Regions from separate parts of the Mus musculus genome. Here region 2 is linked to region 1. A link is a contact called in public Micro-C data. All regions are on one chromosome and are shown on one strand. Each heading gives the region's core, a stretch centred on a gene start, on an enhancer-like site or on the middle of the called end of the contact. The rest is flanking DNA. Distances are from core to core; before and after follow the strand shown.

The links. A called contact is a pair of places that touch in the nucleus more often than the background predicts.
Region 2: a Micro-C map of embryonic stem cells shows a contact between it and region 1, with 9 times the contacts expected there. The contact joins the promoter of Sos1 here to the promoter of Cdc42ep3 in region 1. A contact is called at or near these places in 2 of 39 promoter capture datasets (erythroid cells and pre-B cells), 5 of 484 Hi-C or Micro-C datasets (CD4 T cells, embryonic stem cells, pre-B cells and 1 more) and 1 of 9 other capture datasets (adipose tissue).

The regions. Positions count from the first base shown.
Region 1 is chr17:79,351,986-79,359,310 of GRCm38.p6, forward strand. Cdc42ep3 (CDC42 effector protein (Rho GTPase binding) 3) reads right to left here and starts at 3,106. Exons shown (of 2, transcript NM_026514.3): 1 at 2,832-3,106. It overlaps Gm17315 (predicted gene, 17315), which reads left to right and starts at 2,714. Exons shown (of 2, transcript NR_165822.1): 1 at 2,714-3,019; 2 at 3,840-6,035.
Region 2 is chr17:80,474,532-80,481,856 of GRCm38.p6, forward strand. It overlaps Sos1 (SOS Ras/Rac guanine nucleotide exchange factor 1), which reads right to left and starts at 5,922. Exons shown (of 22, transcript NM_009231.2): 1 at 5,306-5,922. The coding sequence starts at 5,392.

The sequences.
Region 1 (7,325 bases), core at 1,856-4,355:
ATGATTGTTTAGTAATGAAGAGGTTAACGAAGGCACTGAGAAGAGTACTTAGCCTAGCACTGAGGATTGTTTAGTAATGGAGAGGTTAACGAAAGCACTGAGAAGAGTACTTAGCTTAGCACCGAGGATTGTTTAGAAATGGAGAGGTTAACGAAAGCACTGGAAGAGTACTTAGCTTAGCACCGAGGATTGTTTAGAAATGGAGAGGTTAATGAAGGCACTGAGAAGAGTACTTAGCTTAGCACTGAGGACAGGCTTTGTGCTAGAATTACTTTTGATGTTCGTTAGAATTCTCTGACCTGCACTTTTAAGAGATTTTTTTTAATTGGCCTGGTTGAATCTGCTACTTGTTCTCTGGGAAGCATAGTGTATTTAAAAATACAATTTTTCGGTTCTTAATGAAAAAAATCAGTGGGATTCTAGTTAGAAAGACAGCCTTTATGAAATCAGACTGAAACAATGGTGGTAATAATAATAATAATAATAATAATAATAAGTAGTAGTAGTACTAGTAATAAATTGGCACAATTTTTCTAAGGGCTTTTAGGTTGGGAACTGTATTGCCACCCATTGGATAAATGCTATGTCTAAATGGGCAAAGGACTTGTGAAAGTTTTATGGCTTGGTTAAAAACCTTAGGGTGATATAGGTTAAAGAGATTTTATCCCCAATGCTGTTGAATAGCAGGAAGTTTATAAGTGGAAAAGGGCAGCTTTTGTGAACATGTCAGACATAAAACAAAACACCACATTAAAGGGAAGACTGGAGCGCAGATAGGGCCGCCTGGCTCCAGGGAGCCGTTCTGCAATCATGGTCACAGCTTTCTATGCATCTTGGACCCCATTTAAATTCACAATAAAAACCAAGAAAGCAAATGTACACCAGGTACTTTACTCTCGACACCTTTCTAGGTGCCCTGAAGATAGGAGGCAGACTTTCAGGGTGCAGATTAGGGGGGTGGGAAGGAGCTCATCTTACTTCATGTCTTCAGGGGGCTGCCACAGCCTCGGCACCATGTTCCAATCATGGAATTCAGAATGCAAATCTCTAGCAGATGAGACGGCTGGAAAACAGAAACTGCCACAGACCCAGAAGGCTTCCAAAGTTCTCCTCTAAACATCATCTGAGAGCCCAGGGGCTGTGAGCCCCGAGACTGGTAGCCCCGTCTTCCAACCATGGGTGAGGCCTCCTGGAAAACCTAGGCACTTCCAGATGGACTGTCAACCATTCCTTGAATATAGATCTTAATCCTTTATCTCACACGTTACATCGCTAGACATTTCATAACGGCCTTATGGCCGAGTCCTTCATTCTGAAAAAGGTGTTTGTGTATACTGACATCTAAACTGTCCATCAAATCACAGTGGTGGAGGTATCTACAACTGTCCAGAAGTTGTACTCCCTAGCTCAGTTGTTAGTTGAAAGATCTTTTATAAGTCAGACCATTACAGGAGTCTTTTAATGGACTTAGGGGTGCCCCTGGGGCATCCTGGCTGCTTCCTGGGGAGGCTTATTTCTCCCTGTGATGTTAAGGGGGAGTTCCCAAGTCTGGGTCTACTATTAAAGCAGGGACATCTGCTACCCTCCTAATATTTTCAAGGCGGCACCCCTCCTCCACCCCCTCCCAGAACTCGAGGATACTGGGAGGGCTACAAGCTGCCAGGGTGAGGAAGCAGCAGAAGGAATCTTTGTCTCCCCAACACATCCATCAGTTCCCTCCCCAGAGCCCCCACTACACACTGCACACAATCAGCAGCCCACTCCCCGCAAACGCACCAAGGCTGCAAAGATTCAGGCTCCAGTCCCTGCCTGACATTCCTCTTCCCACCCTCCTTTTAATTCACTCACTTTTTTTTTTTTAAACAAAATGTAATTACTTGACTGTCAGCCGGGGCTGCACTCTGGGGCTTTAACTCCTTTCAACACAGATGTGCGCCCAGCTTTGATGCCGCTGTACTCGCAGCTTGTCCCAGCCACAGCCGGCTCGGTAATGTAACATTCAAGTGCATATTTATTTTTAAACTGACCTCTCCTAGACGGTGCAGTATAAAGCAGGTCCTGCCAAAAAATATGCTACTTTCTATTTATAAGATGAAACACATGCCTTCCCTCCCAAAGGCGAGAGCGGGGTGGAGTATAATAATTCATAAAGAAAAAAACTGACTGGCCGGATCCATTCGTCCTCGCATGGCTGTGTCAAGATACTTAGTGAGAAGGAAGAGAAAAGAAGAGGAAGAAGAGCAATAGCAGGAGGAAGAGGAGGAGGAGAGGCAGGAGGAGAAGGAGAGGGGAAGGAGGAGGAAGAGGGAGTAAAGATCTTGTAAACGCTTCAGTTGTTCAGAAACCGCAGTCGAGAAAGAAAAAAAAAATTTTTTTCCCCCAACTGCCAGATCTGCAGGTTGGAGCCTCAGCTACAATGTGCTGCCTCTGTCAGTTCGGAAACTGCCAAGCTGCGCGGTGCACTCTCGCGCCGCGCCGCATCGGTGCAAACACACAACTAGAGGGCCGCGGTAGCCAAGTGCGGTTTGTTCTGCTGGAAAAACGCAACACGCGCCCAGAATGGCTGTCAATGGCCTGGAGGGGGCCGTGCTGACTGCAGCCCCACCCTAAAGAAGTAGGTGGCAGAGCTCCGCGTCCTGATCCCCCCTCCCGGACGTCAAGCATGATGTCCCCTTTGATCCTCTAAACATCAGCTCAACCAGGCGGTGCGGTAGATTATCCTCGCACCCTCTAAGTCTTCCAAGGCCACCATCTGCACTAGCTGGAAGGGGGCTTAGGTTGAGGGTCGGACAGTCTTACAGGTGGAGAGACAGCCTGGGTCACACACTCACCAGCAGTCTCTAAGGCTCCTAGCTTCTGCCCGGAGGGCCGGGCGTCGGCCCGGGTCGCCTCCCGAGGGCGCAACAGTCCTCGCTGGTGCGCGCAGAACCAGAGGGGCGGCAACGGTTCACCGCAGAATCTGCTCCGGGACTGCGCGCGGCGTCTCCCGGGAGGCAGCCGCTGCGGAACTGGGTTGTCGGTGAGCGTCCCGCTGCTGTGCTCCCAGCGGCAGTTGGAAGCGCCCGCGACACTGTGCGCGCGGCTGCCGGACGCCGGGCCTCAACCTGCCGAGGGCGGGGCGCAGGACGCAGGGCGGGGCCGGCGCGGGGCGGGGCGGGGCTGTGAGGCCAGGGCAGGGCGGGGAGAAGGGTGCGGGCCGACCTGGACCGTCCCTCCGTTGTACCTGTCCCCCACCTCCCCACCACCCCCAGACCCGCAGGACTGGAGGCGAGGCTGCGGACTCTTGGAGGACAAAGGCTACCCACTGTCACCTCCCAGTTCCACCCCTTCCCAGTGGTGGCTTCTCTCAGAGGCAATGCCGGCTGGGGCTCCCTCAGGCACAAAGAAAAGTGGCGGGGTGCTCCCTTTAAAGAGGGGACCCCAGAGCGTTGCTGTCCGTACGGTGCGGGAGAACAATGGGACTCCGCCCGCACCCGGGACCCTCGTGCTCACCCTCGTGTCCCCGCCTTTCCCTGTCCTACCTAACCCACCTAGCAGTGCGGGGCTTCGCAGCGGAGGAAGGGGACCTGCGCGGGGAAGAAGGGCCACCTGACCGGGTCGCCGCAGCGCGGCCGCAGCTCCCTGGGGACCCCCTGGCAGCTGTAGCTCTCGGGAGGGAAAAGGAGGGTCGCGTGCTGTCAACGTGCAGCCGGCTCCCCTTGCAAGCTGTCGCCAAAACCTGGAGCGCGGATCTGACGCGCGGGAGACGCGGGGTGGAGGCTGAGAGCCTGCGGGACGCAGAGAAACGCAGACGCAGCAGGTTTTTCCTGTCGGGAGGGTGACGTCTCCTCCCCCTCCAGGTCTGTCAGAGATTGACCTAAAGCTGCGGAAGCGGGTGGCGGCTCTCCGGGACGCTCTGCGAGGCGGCGCAAGTGGCGCAGCTGCTGCTGCTCCGGACCGTAAAATTCCGCCCGTGGCGACACCTGCACCTGTCGGTCACCCAGCCAGGGCCTCAGGACGACCCGCCCCTCTGTCCCTGGACCTCTGTAGGAACCCAGAGAATTAATGTTAATTGTCTTAATTGGTCGCCCTCTCTTCCTTCTCCCTTAGTCCGCCAGGTTGGAGACAGGAAAAGGTGGTGTTTTCCGGCGTTGATGTCCCCCGCCGGCTTGGTTGACCTGGAAAAGGAGCTAGAACCCCGAGTAGTCGCACGCTCCAGGTCTGGCCCCAACCCTGGGACTCTCAGGTTGCCTGGAAATCCTGGCACAAAGCAGAGCCCCTCCTGGAGACCTTGGCTTCCCTGGGCGCTATCGGGGTCATCACAAGGGTGCCCCCAATCTGAATCGCTCTGAAACCTTAGACCGGGTGCACTTTAAGCCCAGGTCCTAAACCACGGTCGACGTTAAGATGAATTTAAAAAGGAAGCGGACACAACTGTTGGGGAAAGCAAAATACTTGGGTGGAGTGTTAAAAGCCTCAAAGAAAATAATAGTTGGCAGGTTAAACGGCCATGAGGTCGGAAGTCAAATACAAAACCGCAGAAGTGATACCAGAATTTTGACAAGCAAAACAGTCGGTGAAGATAAGGGACCCGGCACTGTTTCCCTTCTCCGAATGACCGACTGCTCCGAAGTTGCCTTTGGCAGATACCTGGGTTCCACTCCGAATTCCTCAGAGTTTTACTTGGGGTTCATATTTCAAAATATATGTTCCATTTGGCACTAATGTATATATTTTATATATGAATTTATTGAAAAATATTAAATGTTACTGGCCTAGTTAGATAAAGGTATTTTTATAAATATTTATGCACAGCTTTCATTACATATGGTATTTTTAAAAGTACAAATATGCATGTATATACATTTATGAAATGCTGTATGAAAATTCCTTTTTTACGCATAAAAGCATTCCTTACACATATGTCATGTGTGTGATTTTTAAAATTCGTTCTATTGTTAGCTGCCATTAAATGCAGTCCATTTCCACGTGTCTAAGTAAATAATTTCTTTTACAGTTTGTGCAAACATAGGGTGGCAGGTGGCTATAAGTTAAAACTTTTATGCCAAAACTCTGTTTTCATTCTTATGAGCTGTTTCTGTTTCACGTAGAGGTGGTTTCTTTCTATATGAGGTTTTAAACAAGTCTTTACCATTGAGCCCTAGACAGTGCATGTGTAACCTACCTCTTCAAGGGTTTCTGGTAGTGCTGACTTGATCCATCCTGGCTTCCCTGAGGCTGTGTTATTTTATTTGTGCTGAACACCTTCAGTGAGGAAAAAAGCCCTCATGTTGCGAATTTTCTTTCCAAATGAGTTCATTTCCTGATTTAGTCATGGCAGCCTTTTGGTTCCGTGGGTTTAGATTTTGTTAACTTCAGGAGGCTCTCCTGCTAAGCAGAAAGGAAAACTTCGCTTCGTGACGACTGAGACTTCTGAGACTGTATTTCAGAGAGGGTTAGCCTTGGGAAAAAATCAGTGGGAATCTTGGAAGTCTAGGACTAATAGCTATAGCACGCAGGGCCTACGGATGAGTCCCTATCATCTCTTTGACTTCCCACTGAAGCTAGACTAGTGTTGGTTTCCCCTAGGATGGAGTAGGGAGAACTGTCACGTGGCTTCTGTTCATGGCTGCCTTGCCAATACTTGCTCTCACTTGTCTTCATCCCACCATATGAGACTCCAAGCTGCCCTTCAGTTTATGCCTGCTGAGCCCTGCCCTCTATCTGTCCAGGACACTTCTTCCCCCAAAGCTTCAAAGCCTCCTTTCTCCCTTCATTAAGATCTTTTTTTTTTCAAATAAGACTTCAAGGGTGAGACTTTCCCTCCCCTAAAATAGCAGTCCCACCCAAATTCCCTTTCCCTGAATAAAGCAGGAAGAATAGTTTCTTCATGACCTGACATGACATCATATGTATTTATAGTGTTGGTTATGGCCTGTTTTCTGCGATGCATGGATGGATGGGCATGAAGTACTTTGTAGCTTCTGTACCTAAAACAGGGCCTGGCACGTAATAATAACAATAATATCTGTTGAATAAAAAGTCCTTAATAGCAATCAGCCATGAGTCTAAGAGCCTTATTTACAAACTCTATAGCACAGGATAATATTATATTAAACATTCCTGGGATAGACCGCACAACTGCTGAAACCAAAATTTCAGTCCCTTTACTTTAGTCTAACTGAAGGAGAAACACAAAACACATGGAACGTTTTAAGTTCTAAAACTCAAACATTTGAAAGGAAAGCTTACAAAAAAGCGTCTTTGTAGTCCATGTATAATGCATAACTATTTTTCTTCTGGCAAAGCTGAAATGTACTCGTGTGTGCTCAGCTGGGGTTTTCCTCCTAAAATGCCACATTCGGGTTGAACTGAAGCATATATGTTCCCCATTATCCCCCCCCCCCAAGTTAGATCTGAGGGGGGCGGTGCCAGTAAGAAACTGCAAGGTTGAGACTTTTTGTTTGAAGGTGCTGGGGATGAAGCCCAGGGCACATACTAGGCACACAGCCTATCACTGAGCTACGCTCCCAGCTTGATTACAATGTTTCAAGTGCGGCTCTAGCTGCAGCTTAGGTGTTCCCCTCGCTCACAAACTTTAGCTACACCTGAGAGGAACTCTATACAGTCACCAGTGGGAATGAATTGCCTTCACTAGTTGCCAAATAGCTTAGAAATTTTCTAACTAGCAATTTCCTTGTAAATAAAGAAACTCAAGTCACCTTTTGGTTAAGAGCCTGAGCTTCACCTAATCCGACCGAGCAGGAAATGGTATATTGGAAACTATGGTAGCATGCAAACGGCAGGCCTGGTTTACGGGTTTAAGCAGGGCAGAAGGTCAGCCTGGAACTTTGAAGACAATTTGTGTGAGATTACTAACCATGGCCCAGCACTAATTCAATCATGGATAAGACCTTCAGCTATAGACATAGGTGTAATCGATCTGATGGTTAGTGGAAATTGGTGACTGATGAAGAGCATTGCCTAAGATTTATATAGCCTTCGCTACTCTTAATCATCCTTTTACGTGTAGCTCACGCCATCCTCATTTCAGGTTGCGTTGTCTGTACTGGGTAGTAAGGTGCTAAGGCCTGTAATTTGCAAGCTGACAACTTAAAAACAAGCAAAACCAACCTTTCAGTTTCCACTCTTCACTTTGAGGCAACTTAAAAGGCTTTTTTGGGCATTGAGTCATTCTACAGGAGACTCCCTTCCCCAGCTTTGAGAGGATAGTTGATTGAATCATTGCTACCAGGTCTCTCTGGGTAGGTTTTCTCTCCAGGTATCCCTATGTCTGCTTCCTAGTTGTCTCCAGGCTTCTGCTAGCTCCCCAGAGATGAAGTCTG
Region 2 (7,325 bases), core at 4,672-7,171, 1.1 Mb after region 1:
TCCTGGTCTTCTTGCGCTTCCTTCTCATCTGTGTGATTGCAGGCCTGTGTCAGCATAACCATCTAGACGTCTGTTTTTATAATAACCAATCATCTGTATCAGTTTGCATTTCCTACAGGTTTATGAGAGTGAAGCCTATAGAACATGCTGGTTTTAGTTTGGTTTGTTGGTTATTTAGCGGGTTGGCCACACTGCATGGGCATCAGTAACCTACATTCCCATGTATTCCACTATACGGCTGCACCACAGTTCATTCACTCATTTCCTTGTCGATTACGGATAGTATACATTTCGATTGCTGTGTGGAGCTGAATAGACCTGCCACGGTATTCATACATATGGTTCTTTTGTCAATAATGGGAACTAAACCCAGGATCTTATACACACTAGGTGTGTGCTCTAATCTACTACTGCCTGTACCATCAAACCTGACTCATACATAAGTTTTTCTATAGATACACTTCATCTACTCTACTTCATACTTCAAAATCTGCTGCATTGGGTATCAAAGCTGGGCTGCCAACTGGAGAACAAGGCCTAGACGATCCAAAAGGCCTTTAAGATCAACATGTTCCGCCGGGCATGATGGCGCACACCTTTAATCCTAGCACTTGGGAGGCAGAGGCAGGTGGACTTCTGAGTTCGAGGCCAGCCTGGTCTACAAAGTGAGTTCCAGGACAGCCAGGGCTACACAGAGAAACCCTGTATCGAAAAACCAAAAAAAAAAAAAAAAGATCAACATGTTCCAAATCATTTCATTATGTTACCTGTCTCTCCATCCCAAAGTTCAGTGACTAGCTGCAAGCAAACTTGACTTCCTTAACATTCCTACAGTCACATAGTGAAATGCTAGGTCCCAACGGGTCTGCCTTTTCAACACCACTCACACAGCATCCATCTTAATCCAAATGTGTATTTCCTCTTAGACAGCCTTCTTGCTTCTCTCCCTTACCTTAGGCCTTATTCTTCCTCTTCGTTGGCCAAAGTGAGGCTTCTAAACCTCAAGCCAGGTGTTACTCCCTACTTAAAACACCTCACTGGCCAGGTGTGCTAGCTAGCCCATACTTATAACCCTAGCACTAGGGTAGATGAGCCAGGACAGCTAAGCTACAAGTTCAAGATTAGTCTGAGCTGTAGAATGAGACTGTCTAAAAACAAAGAGCCCTCCCCAATGGAGAAGCTAGAGAAAGCACCCAAGGAGCTGAAGGGGTCTGCAACCCTATAGGAGGAACAACAATATGAACTAACCAGTACCCCTGGAGCTCGTGTCTCTAGCTGCATATGTAGCAGAAGATGGCCTATTCAGCCATCACTGGGAAGAGAGGCCCCTTGGTATTGCAAACTTTATATGCCCCAGTACAGGGGAAAGCCAGGGCCAAGAAGCGGGAGTGGGTGGGTAGGGGAGCAGGGCAGAGGGAGGGTATAGGGAACTTTCGGGATAGCATTTGAAATGAATATAAAGAAAATATCTAATAAAAAAAAAAAAAACAAAAAAAACAAAAACAAAATCCCTGGCTTAAAAACAAGTCCTCTCTCCAGACATATCCACTACCACCTTCCCTCGACTTAGTCTTCTTAATATATGTCATTTATCCTTAGTGCCAAAGGCCATACCTGTTCTGAAACAAGAATCAAGTATTTGTGGGATGTGATAGATGCAGTAGGAAAGACACTGTGGGGCCTAATAAATACATTCAGGAAAAGGAGCAGTGCTCTCCAGAAAGATCTAGGTAGGAAATCAAACAGGAAGGCCAAGGTAAAGCCGTCTTATAAATTCCATGCTTAAAAAACTTAACTTTAGGGCTGCTGAGATGGCTCAGCGGGTAAGAGCACTAACTGCTCTTCCAAAGGTCCTGAGTTCAATTCCCAGCAACCACATGGTGGCTCACAACCATCTGTAATGGGATCCGATGCCCTCTTCTGGTGTTTCCTAGATCAGCTACAGTGTACTTGTCATATACATAAAATAAATAAAAATCTTAAAAAAACAAACAAACAAACCCTAACTTTAACTTAAAGGACATCAACAATTTTGAACAAATGTATAACATGTTCGAAAGTACTTTATAACTTCTGAAATATGTAAAGGCAGGTGGGTTGGGGGTAAGGAACTCAACTGAGAGGTTACCACAGTAACCTCGGAAACTCCAAGCAGTTAGCAGAGCAGAGTCCAAGAGCATGTTAGAGGTTGATAAGCAGAAGGTTTGGCCTGAAGGCAGGCAGCAGTACGGAAAGGAGTCCTAGGCTTCAGTTTTGAGCCAATTAAATAAAAGTTTAAAGCCGTTAATCAAGAAGTTAAAAACTGGTGGTGGGGGTCAGTTTTGAGTATCCCCTTACAGAATTGGCAACATTTCCAAATAACTTTAACTACTGGCAAACTAAATGAAGCATACAAAGGGTAGAAATTCAAAACGCCAAACCAAAAGGAGGGAGATGTGAAGATTTACTAAGTTACAATGTTGCTTTAGAAGCTTTAAAAAAATGTAGCAAGATTTCTAAATAATTTACTTTAAAGTCTGACAAACTCAAGGTAACCTACAAAGACACTTGTTCATCGCCTTTAATCCCAGCACTTGGGAGGCAGAGGCAGGCAGATTTATGAGTTCGAGGCCAGCCTGGTCTACAAAGTGAACTCCAGGACAGCCAAGGCTATAAAGAGAAACCCTGTCTCGAAAAACCAAAACCAAAAGAACAAAAACAAACAAACAAACAAACAAACAAAACAACCAAAATGAGTGCTAACAGGTGTAAGGCCTAGCACCTGTGTACAACAAGTCCAATAGGGTAGCTAATGTGAATATGGACAAGTAAATTAGGACTTAAAATTCACTGTTGAGTTAGGATGGGCCACTAGGTTGAGAAAAATCTCTGGGGTTGAATAGTATTAGACCAGAGAAAATGCACAGGCTATCCAAAAAGCCTCAGGTATGAAAACACACAGTCGGGCACTACGCAAGTAGTTTAAAGTCTGAAGAGCTCAAGATAAGGAGACACCCACACAGAATGTCCAAGGACACAAAATGTCCAAGGACACATCTACACACATACCATAATTCAAGTTTTCAGCTACAAGAGCATATTCAGGCCGGGTGTGGTGGCGCACGCCTTTAATCCCAGCACTCGGGAGGCAGAGGCAGGTGGATTTCTGAGTTGGAGGCCAGCCTGGTGTACAAAGTGAGTTCCAGGACAGCCAGAGCTATACAGAGAAACCCTGTCTCGGGAAAAAAAAAAAAAAACAAAAGAGCATATTCAGAATATGAGAAATATATCCAACCTTGTCTTGGGTGTCTTAAGAGCATTGCAGGTGGAAATGTAAATGAGGGAAAGAACCTCACACATTAGGGAGACTCTGTAAACTCCCTCTTCATATCACTTCTACAGGGAGGTCTCTGCTTCAAATGGAAAACCAACCAACCATGAAGCGATAGAACACAAGCAACACTGATGAACTGGAGACAAAACCCTTTCCAAAGAAAGCAGTCACTCAAAACTCTAGCAGTTGATGGTGAAAATGTATGGCCAGTCCATCTATAATTCAAAACAAACAAACCTCAGAGTTTATGTGATAGTTCTCATTTTAAGAAACTGGTGACTGCCGGGAGGTTGGTGGCGCACGCCTTTAATCCCAGCACTTGGGAGGCAGAGGCAGGCGTATTTCAGAGTTCGAGGCCAGCCTGGCCTACAGAGTGAGTTCCAGGACAGCCAGGGCTATGCAGAGAAACCCTGTCTCGAAAAAAAGAAACTGGTGACTAATTACATACATTGAAAAACAAAACAAAATCCACAATGCCAGCCACACAAAATAGATTTCAGCAAGGACCACCCAAGTGGCAAGTTAGAGTAGTCTGCCAACTTCTACAATGCTCTGTCTACCATTCTAAAGGAGCCTCGAGTGTTATTTTGGAGGTTTCCTTAGAATAGGAGCTATTGCTTTTAAGCCATATACCTCAAACTGGTTCTATGAGAGCTTTTGTACATATAAATCAATTTTTTGTCTTCATCCTGTCCTGTCAAAATACCAAACTTCTAGCATCATGAGGCATTCTTCTCCAATTCTCCAAGCTAAGCAGGCAATTGTGCAGGTAAAGCCAATGTAGAAATGGACTGAAGTCTCATGGAGTCATTAAGGATGCACAACAAGGTGGTCTCTTTGATTTTCTTAGAAAACATACAGAGGTTTGTAAGTAGGGAGACACTTGAGGATAAAGCGCAGGAACCTAAGTCTGAAAGATAAAAGCAAAGTCTTCCAACAAAGCCAACAGTTTCCACATAACATACCAAGAGGGGAAGGGGAGAACAGGGCAGACGAGAAACTGAAAGGTACTGGCCTCTGGGAGTATGAAATACCTTTCAAGACTTTCTGGTAAAATAGAAAGGCTCTGCATAATGGCACAGTAAACGCCAGGTACTCAGTAGTAACAAAACTGCATTTTAGCAAAGATAGCACGAAAATCATCTGAGCAACAAGAAATGGGAGATTAAATTGTAAAACAATTTCTACAGGTAAGGCAAATGAAAACAAAAACCAATCTGGTTGTTTTAAAATCCATTCAAGCACACCTGTTTCAGATGTCTTAGTACAGTATTTACTATGTCACTAAGTGTTGCTGTAGAAGCTGTTAAAATGTAGCAACATTCACGAATAACTTTAACCACTGGCAAACAAAAATCCAAAATGCCTAACCAAAGGACAGACAGTTGCTTTAGAAGCTTTTAAAATGTAGCAACATTTCCAAATAAAAAGATGCAAAACACCAAACCAAATGACGTTCAAAGATTCTCAGACACTTCAAAAGAACCAATCTGAATACAGTGGCATGTGCATCACCGCTGTAATGGGGGAGGGGGTCAAGAAAACGGGGAGTTATGACTGAGGACGAGCACAGCCGAGCAGGCCATGTTCTTGCTGGCAGGCAACCTCGCAATTACTTAGGCAAGCACTGTGGCCAAGGCACTTTCGAGCCAGTGAGAGTACCGGACTCCTAAAACGAGAGGTTGACCGCAGTTCGGAAGATCGAGAAGGTAGGCAATGGCCTTCGTTGACCTCCACGGAAAACCGAGGCTCCTCCAACCCCCGCCTCCGCGCTTGGATGATCCAGACCAACCCTCCCCGACTGTGTGCGGCCTTCCCACGCACCCCGGGCGAGTGTCAACAGCTGGAGCAGCGGACGCGGGGAACCTCGCAGCCCGAGCAGACCTCCCCGAGATCCGAGACCGGGAAGAAAGACGACAGTGGCGCCCCGCCTCCCCACCCTCGCCCAGCCCCGCGCGGACTGCGGCCGGGAAGCGGGTTCCGCGCCCCTACCTTTTTCAGCGCAGGCACCAGCAGCCCCCGCCACTTGGGCGCGTTCTCCTCGCTGAAAAACTCGTAAGGCAGCTGCTGCGCCTGCATGGTGCCCGCGGGGCGCCTCGGGGCGGGCGGAGGGGCGGCGGCTCGCGGCGCGGAGAAGGGCCACAGCCCGTGCACGGCCCGGCCCCCTCGGGGCGCCGCGCGGCCCGGCTAGCGCTGGCGAGGAGTCTGGGGGGCGAGGCCCGCGGCCGGACACCCACCCGACACGCGCGCCGCTCGCCGAGAGCCAACGCAACCCGGCGGCGGCGGCGGCGGCATCCCGCACCACCGCCCCGGGGCAGGCCCCCCGCTCCGCCCCGGGCCGCCCTCCGCCGGGGCTGCGCTCCCCGGCACGGCCTGGCCCGCCGAGAGACGGCGCGTGGATGGACGCTCCGGCCGGTGGCGCCCGCTCGCCAGCGGGGAACTCAAGCGAGAGGCCCAGAACGGGACGAAGCGGGAGCAGGGGTCGGTGGGGAACGGGGAGGGCCCGAGGTCGCTGCCGGGGAATCCGGCCGCTTGGCCGTCGCCGCCGCTGCTGCTACCGCTGCCGCTGCCGCCGCCGGTGTAGCGCCGGAGCTTCCTACTAGCAAACTGAACCTGCTCGCAACTGAGCATGCGCCGCTGGCCCGGGCCGGTTCGCTCCGGGTTTTCCGGCTGCCCGCGGATGAGGAGGGGTGCGCGCCAGAGGCTGGGGAGGGCACTCGCAGAGGCGGGGCTGAAGGACCCTGAAGGCGAACCCGCGACCCGAGAACCTGGGTGTGGGGGCCTGCGAGCAGGCGAAGCGCCCCTTTTGTGTGGTCCCACAGCCCGGGAGCCCATCCAGCTCTAGGAGATCCTAGGCCCTGTGTTTCAGAAAAGGGGTGTGTGTACTTTGTTCCCAGCACGAAGATAAGGAGTGCCCCGAGCATGCACTGTATACTAAACAGATTGCACAAAAGATAGATCCCTCTCACAAAAACAAAACAAAACAAAACAAAAAAAAAAAAAAAACAAAAGGCCCGACTGCTCAGTGTTTGTCTAGTGGGAGGAGAGATTGCCTGTTTCCATCTGCCTTTCCATGCCATGAGGACGTAACGCATACGTGTAGTATTTATTGATCATGTGTCTATTCAAACCCACAAGCTTTTATTTATGGATTTAGTCCATCCTGCTTGGGATCTTTCATAGCTTCAACTGGATAATTAGCTTCTGGAAGGGAGGGATTTCCCCCCAGCCCTCACCTCGCCTTGGTACAGGACCCAGGATAGAGATATGAAAATCACAGAATGCTATAAAAGCAGTATCTATGAATTGTCCGTCCATCCTAAGGATGGACTTGCTTCCTGTAGTGGCACTGTGCAACGCTGTGGCACATGTGCTCTATCATTGAACGCTTTCTTAGTAAAACGTCTTAGTTTTCAGTTTTCATTTCATAGATGAGAAGACAGTTGGAAGAACCATGCTGTTTTGTAGTACAATAAACAAGATCTCACAGATGAAAAATGTTTGAAACCACCATCTTTTAGACTACCTCTTAGGATCTGAATGAAATCTACAAGCCTTTCCTTTTATAATACATGTACAGATTTGCATCTTAAAAAAAAAGAAGTCCCCCTCATTTTGAACGTGTTCAGTAATAGTTTGAAGTCCATCCATTAACCATCAGAGTAGTAAGACAACAGCAGACCTGCTGGTGGGAGGGCTCAGCCAGGAAAGAGCAGGTGCAGCCAAGACTGGGAACCCAAGTTCTGTCTTAGATACCCAAACGCTGGGAGCAGAAAAACTGACTCCCAGAAGTTCGTCTGATCTCTACACATGGCCAATGGCAGGTGCACCACACACAAGATAAATATAATTTTTTAAAGAGAAAGGCAGAGGAATTATAGCTTAGGAAGGACTTAGAAAAGGAATTTCAGAGAACAACTGATATATCAGTTATTTTCAACAACTGGTTTGTGTGGTCTTAAGTGACTGAACCAAATCAACTATTATAGAAAACTATTCCTTGGCTTCTCGT